Regions from separate parts of the Mus musculus genome. Here region 1 is linked to region 2. Evidence: chromatin contacts called from public HiChIP or PLAC-seq data. All regions are on one chromosome and are shown on one strand. The core of a region is the stretch at or near the end of the contact, and the rest is flanking DNA. Distances in the headings are between cores, read along the strand shown.

Region 1 (2,999 bases), core at 138-2,637, 36 kb after region 2:
TGCAGTCACTATGGAGATGGTTGGAATCTGTGCCATTCAGTGATGTCCAATACTGGATGATGAGGCAGATCATTGAACTGAGAATTTTATCTTCCTCTCTTTCTCAAGGCCATAAAAGAGGAGACAAGCCAGTCAGCCGAGAGTGTGGCAGAGAGCGATGTGACAGAAGCAGTTCACATTGGACTCGCTAACCTTGAAAGTGCTAAATAGTGATATGTCCAGAAAGACATGAGCATCGCATGAAGCTGCTCCATTTCTGGGAAGGAAGCTCTTTGGAGGACTTTCCTGGCTAGCTTCAGGAAGGCTTGGAACATCTCTTCCACCTTCTTGTTTTCCTTTGTTTCTTGTCCCAGAATTCTTGCTCAGATAACAACTTAGTTTCATGCCTTGCAAAAGGGAAGTTTTTTTCCCCTTCACTGATTCTGGGACTGTGGCTACTCTCTTATTAGGTTTTCTTAGCTTAAGCTGAGCTTAGATGTGGCCCGACACCTGGGGGAACAGGAAAGCCTTTCTCCATTTCTGTCTTAGGGTGAGAATCCTCTCAAGTGTGTGAAGCTTTTAAGCTTCCGTTACTTAAGTGTGTGTTGGGGGTGGGGTGGGGAGGCTGTGTATGAGATCAGAGGTGACTGTGGATGTCAGTCCTCAAGTCCCTTCCATCTTTTGTTTGAGAACATCATTCATTAGGCTGAAATTTCACCACAGTCCACAAGCTTCGGATCCTCGTGTTCCCTTCAGTTTGCCATCTCTGGGGTTATGGGTGCACAGCAGCCTGTCTGGCTTTTCATGTGGGTTCTGGGGATTTGAACTCAGGGCCTCATGCTTGCCAGGCTGGCACTTTACCAGTTGAGCCATCTTCTCAGCCCCCAGTTACTTAATGTAAAGAATGGTGCCTATTGGAGCTTTGATGTCTAGTTTACTTTTAAATGGGGGCAGCAATAGGATCCACTTTGCAGGTGATTGGGGGCTCTAAATGAAGGTATGTGCAGCTCTTTGGATACTAAGCCCTGAAAATGGTGTTGGCCACAACTTCTCCATGATGGGTTTTGCTCACTGAGAGTTGTTCTGGGTTTTAGGGGAAGGTGAAAGAGCTTGCCTTTCACTTTCTTTGGCTCAGAGATCCAGGCAGTCTCTGCAGTAGAACACATTGGAGATATCCATCCAGCCCAGCTTGTGAGCATGTGTTATCCTTGAGAACCATTTAGCAGGGGAGGGCGGGGCCGACCCACACCGAGCCATGTGTTTGGGGTCTTTGGTGCATGTCTTTTTTCAGTTACTGCTTTATCTTTGACAAGGCTGATGAAAGCCAAGAAACCCCTCAAGTTCTCTCCTTTATGGTTATGCCATCCACTGGAAACCGTATTTGGTCTTCTCGCATTGTGTCAGCAACAGCAGGTGCAGCTGGCGGCCCCTGCCCCGCCCCCGTCAGCCCGATCTCTGGGGACTCCTTAGACTAATGCAGTTTTAATGAATACACATTACTGTTTACATGGCTGAAATGAGAGCCTGGTTGCTTATTTTATGCCGAGATTTTTACAGCTCTGTCTTTTGAAATCCTGTCTCTCTTGCTGCACTTCTGGCCACAGGGATGCTTTCTTGGCGGCCTTTCTGCGGTCCCTCCAAATAAGGTATTCCTGAGAAGTACTGAGAAGTACAGTTTCTGAGCCACTGCCTTGCTGGGGAAGGAGTAAACTGTACAGAGCAAAAGCATAAAGATGGGTTCTCCTTTCTTTTTAATTAATAAAATTTAAAATTCTTATTAAAGGGCACTTATCAAATGAAAACAGAGAAGAAAACAAAATCTCCCATGCACATTTTAATAAGTACAAATGGGCATTCCAATTTTTAATTATTTTGAGCCAGGGTTTCTTTATGTTCTTGTACATTTTAGTAAGTACATATGCACATTTCAATTTTTAATTATTTCGAGACAGGCTACAGTTATTTGTGTAGCCTAGGCTGGCCTCATACCCATGACCCTTCTGCCTCAGCCCCTAGAGTGGTATGTTGACAGGCCGGTACCAGCACACCCAGTCTTGGCTGTAAACACATTATTCCTGACATCTGTTTTCTGTTCCCCACAATTAGCACAATAAACAGCTTTCCATGCCAAGCAATGTATATCTGCAGTGTTTCCCCCCAGCATCGCTGTATCCTGCCCTGTTTACAGAAGGCTTTAATTGCATTTTATTTGAAGAGTTACCTACAGTCTCACCGACTCAGGATTTCTCTCTGCTGGTTTGGACTTAGGTATTCAGTTTGTCTACTTAAAGGCAATAAATACCACTAGTTTCTTACAATTTTTTCCCCTGGAAATAGATTATAATAGATAAGGAAGTATATGAATATCATTTATTTTTAATTTTTAAAAATAATTTATTTTCTCTCCTCCACTCACATTAAAATGCTAGCTAAACATTTTGTTTCTCAGCAGCATGTTTTGGGCAGAGTGTGGTGGCAGATATCCATACCCTCAGGACCCTAAAGGCTGAGGCAAGGGGATTGATCATAAGTTTGAGGCTAGCTTGGGCAGTTTAGTAAGTCCAAGGTCAGCCTTATAAAGAAACAGAAACTATCAGAATTTGTTCTACATTAGCCAATACAGAGCATCTTTGCTCTAGGACTCTGGGTCCAGGGTGTGGTGGAAACAGTCACACTGAAGCCTTTTCTGTGGTCTGCCCAAACTTCATATCCAACGGTGCACCTAGGGAAGGGACAGTCTGGCTCTCAGGGTACTGTAGGACCAGAGTATGAATGGTATTGGCTTCCAAAGATCTGATGTCAAAAACAGAGCCGGTGAGCCACATGCCAGGTGGCAGTCACTAGCCAAAGGCCATTTTCAGCTTCTGTATGGTTCTTCATTGGGACCATGCCTAAGACATCGAAACTGCCCTTCATTTCAGTTGGCTGAAAAAAGGTTTCATCATAGGCAAAGAGAGAAGCTCAGATCTTCCTTCCTTCCTTCCTTCCTTCCTTCCTTCCTTCCTTCCTTCCTTCCTTCC
Region 2 (3,052 bases), core at 286-2,785:
TTGTAACCAGACATGCTTTCCTTTCCCTAGCCTCTGGGGCCCTTAGGGTAGAGGCTGACTTGTGTCTGTCTTTCTGTCCATGTGACCGCCACACAAAAGTGTTCAAGTAGATGACACGGAGGATCTGTGATCTGTGCTGCAGCCTCTCTGCCTGGTTGGTATCTAGTGCTTGAGTTCACCAAGCTTGGTTTGCTGCTCAATGTCATCATGGATGCCAGAGGGCATACATCTCACTGTGTGTCGTCCCCTCCATGGTGCTACTCACTGGTCCCTTCTTATCATTTCTTTCAGCGGAAGGTGTCACTTCCCCCAGCCTTCCCCAGCTACCTTTCCCCAGCTTCTTCATTTCCTCACTGTCTCTTGCGATACCTGTGCTCGAGTGGTCAGCGCGTCTTCCTCTTCTAACATGTAGCTCTATCATGTTCTCTATTTTTCTCTTCTGAGATGGTGGCTGTCACACAGTGGGTGTTCAACACTTGCACATTACTCAAGAGATACTGAAAAAAGGCCCACCACAGTTCTTGTTGTCCCAGGCTCTGGTACAGTAGCCACCCCTGTTCTGGGAAATGGTCCCTTGCTGACTAGGTCAGCAGGAACTGGCAATGTCCCCATGATAGCATTTTCCTCACAGCTGCCTCCCCCCCCCCAAGTGCATGAGACCTTGATGCATTTCAAAGAAGACATTCGAATTCACAAGTGATAGAAACTCACTTTGGCCAGCTTAACGTCTGGGAAGTGGCCACCTGCTTGTGCCTCAGTTTTCTTTCCTACAAAAAGAGGAGGGAGTATAATAAATATTAGCTGCCTCCCGGGGTCTTCAGGAAAAGGATATGACTTAGTATATGTATAGCACTTGTGATAAGTGTTAAACTAAGCACATAGGAAACATCTCTGAAATGCTGTTTGCCCCTGTTGTCACTGGTGGTCAGGACATGTTAATGAAGAACAGCAAGGGCCTCTGGGTTTCATGGATAGAACCAGCCAACCATCAAGGAGATTTTCTGTTCTCTGCCATGGCATTAAGCTGCTTTGGTTCATACAGGCCTCTGTTATTCTTCTTTCTGGGCTTGTCATTCTGTAAACACTGCTGTTTCTGGCCACATCCTTCACACTTACTCCCCAAGTGGCATACATAGCTGCTCTTGGGTTTAATTCTAAGGTTTTGGGATAAATCAATGAGCCTTCCCCAGGTCAGAGGTCTGTCCCTGGAACAGTCAGTTGTGGCTGGGGCCTCTTGTCATGGGAGGCACTCTAGATGAGATTCCTTCTTGTAGGCGAGAAGGGAATTCTGCCAGGAGTGGACAGAGCTGCAAAGCGTGCCAGCTGGAGGTGGCTGCAGTCTTTCTGCGCTAAGGGCTTGCCTTCCTATTCCATCCCATATCCTTTCTTCTTACCTCTCCTCCCCCTTCCCTTCCCTTCTCTTCCTCTTTGCTTTTTTACTCTGTTCTTCCTCCCTTTTCTCCCCCTTCTCTTCTTGTCTTGTTATATCTCCCAGGCTGACCACAAAGCCTTCTCTCTTAGCTTGGTATCTCACACCATCCTGCCTGGCTCACTTTGCCTGCTTTTTAATTCTGTCCAACACCCACACCCACACGGTCTCACCAATATTATTGTTTTTAAATACTCCCCGGTGCGTTTACCCCTAATTGCTCTAGCTTCTTGCTTTCTGCTTTTGTAAACCACTTGGCTGTTTCCTGATCTTATATTTGGCTGTCGTGAATGTGGAAACTTCACAGAACCCTAGACTTTCCAAGTTGGAAGAGAAAACTGCTTTTCTATGCTTGCAATAAACAAACAAACACCTACAGCCATCCCCTCCCATAGTCACTGAAATCATATTAGACTCAGCATTCAGTTCCACACCTTTCTGATGTAATTAATAGTGTCTGACTTCCATGTTGGAACAAAGAAGTGGTTACATAGAACCCCATCACATAATATACCAAGAGTTCAAGTCACTCACAGTGTCCATTCTTATGACTTGAGTATAAATGTCCCTCAAGCTCACAAGTTTGAATAATTAGTCTGGGACTGGTGGTGCTATTTTGGGAGGTTGTGGTACTTTTTGAAGGTGGAACCTTGTTAGAGGAAGTTGGTCTCAGGGGGTGGGACTTGTGGTTGATAGCCAGGTCCCACTTCTTGTCCTGGCTTTGCTACCTAACCTGTCCAGATGTGGGCAAGCCCCCATTGCCACAGCCAATGCCCACTGCTTTTGCTGCCAGGAAGGGCTGAGCCCCTTAAACTGTGAATGAACCCCCACCCTGAGGTGCTTCTTGTCAAGTATTTGGTCACAGCAAGGAAAAAAGTCACTATTTGTGGTTGTAAACAACAGGTTCCAAAAACCCATGAGGGGGTCTTCCTTCCCTTCATCTAGATCCTGCTTCTAATAGAGACTGCCCACCACATCCCATTGTCTAGATTAGGTGTTCAAATCCTTATTCCTCCAGGAGCAAAGCAGCTATCTTAAACAGGTATAAGAAATACCTGGAAACAAACCTTAGAGTGTTCTTCTCTCATATGGAAAAATAGAGAATTCAATGGTCCATGTCCTTGTAGCCTATAGCCTTTACCTCTTTCACTGAGATGTGCCTTGTTTTCTTTTTACTGTACTATGGGGAAAACATCAGTACAAGGATGATGTAGTTTGGCGATGATAACCAGTTTTGGTTATATAGAGGCATCAGGGAGTGGTGGAGACTGTGGCAAAGTCCAGGGAATGTACCTGACTTGACAGAATGACCACGGCTGAGTTCAGGTTAGTGGTTGCCAATATGGTAATACAGGCCCAGTACTGTCTTCCTTCCCTCCCTTCCTTTCTTTTCCAAGAGAGACACAAATTAAAATATCAATGGGAACTTTCCTAATTTCATAATGTCGTGCTGATATATTTTTTTAAAAAGAAACTAAAAAACAACAAAGAAAAAAACAAAAGTGTTGGGTCGGCCAAATACAATATGGCAGTAATTTGTTATCCTTGACATAGATACAAAGTTTCATTTCATCTGAAATCTTTTACTGCCTTTTAGCCTCTTTCTCTGCCAGCTCGGTGAGC

Evidence for each region. HiChIP or PLAC-seq counts read pairs in DNA pulled down with a chosen protein or histone mark.
Region 1: a contact with region 2 is called in a CTCF HiChIP or PLAC-seq map of CD8 T cells, with 6 read pairs. The contact joins two enhancer-like sites. A contact is called at or near these places in 1 of 15 datasets of contacts at CTCF or cohesin (CD8 T cells), 8 of 484 Hi-C or Micro-C datasets (CD4 T cells, bone marrow-derived macrophages, cerebral cortex and 4 more), 6 of 115 datasets of contacts at active chromatin or transcription factors (the 230-238 cell line, the SCID.adh cell line, double positive thymocytes and 3 more) and 1 of 9 other capture datasets (bone marrow-derived macrophages).

Annotation. Positions count from the first base shown.
Region 1 is chr7:122,351,459-122,354,457 of GRCm38.p6, forward strand. All of the region lies in intron 2 of Prkcb (protein kinase C, beta), which reads left to right. Among named protein-coding and RNA genes, the nearest start is that of Gm51497, 57 kb to the left of the region's middle. Within about 2 kb of position 1,388, at least 53 of the 459 cell types and tissues checked have an H3K27ac peak or open chromatin away from gene starts, as enhancers often do. A contact at or near this core is called in the 230-238 cell line, CD8 T cells, the SCID.adh cell line and 1 more, where this site is marked.
Region 2 is chr7:122,315,591-122,318,642 of GRCm38.p6, forward strand. All of the region lies in intron 2 of Prkcb (protein kinase C, beta), which reads left to right. Among named protein-coding and RNA genes, the nearest start is that of Gm51497, 21 kb to the left of the region's middle. Within about 2 kb of position 1,536, at least 49 of the 459 cell types and tissues checked have an H3K27ac peak or open chromatin away from gene starts, as enhancers often do. A contact at or near this core is called in the 230-238 cell line, CD8 T cells, the SCID.adh cell line and 1 more, where this site is marked.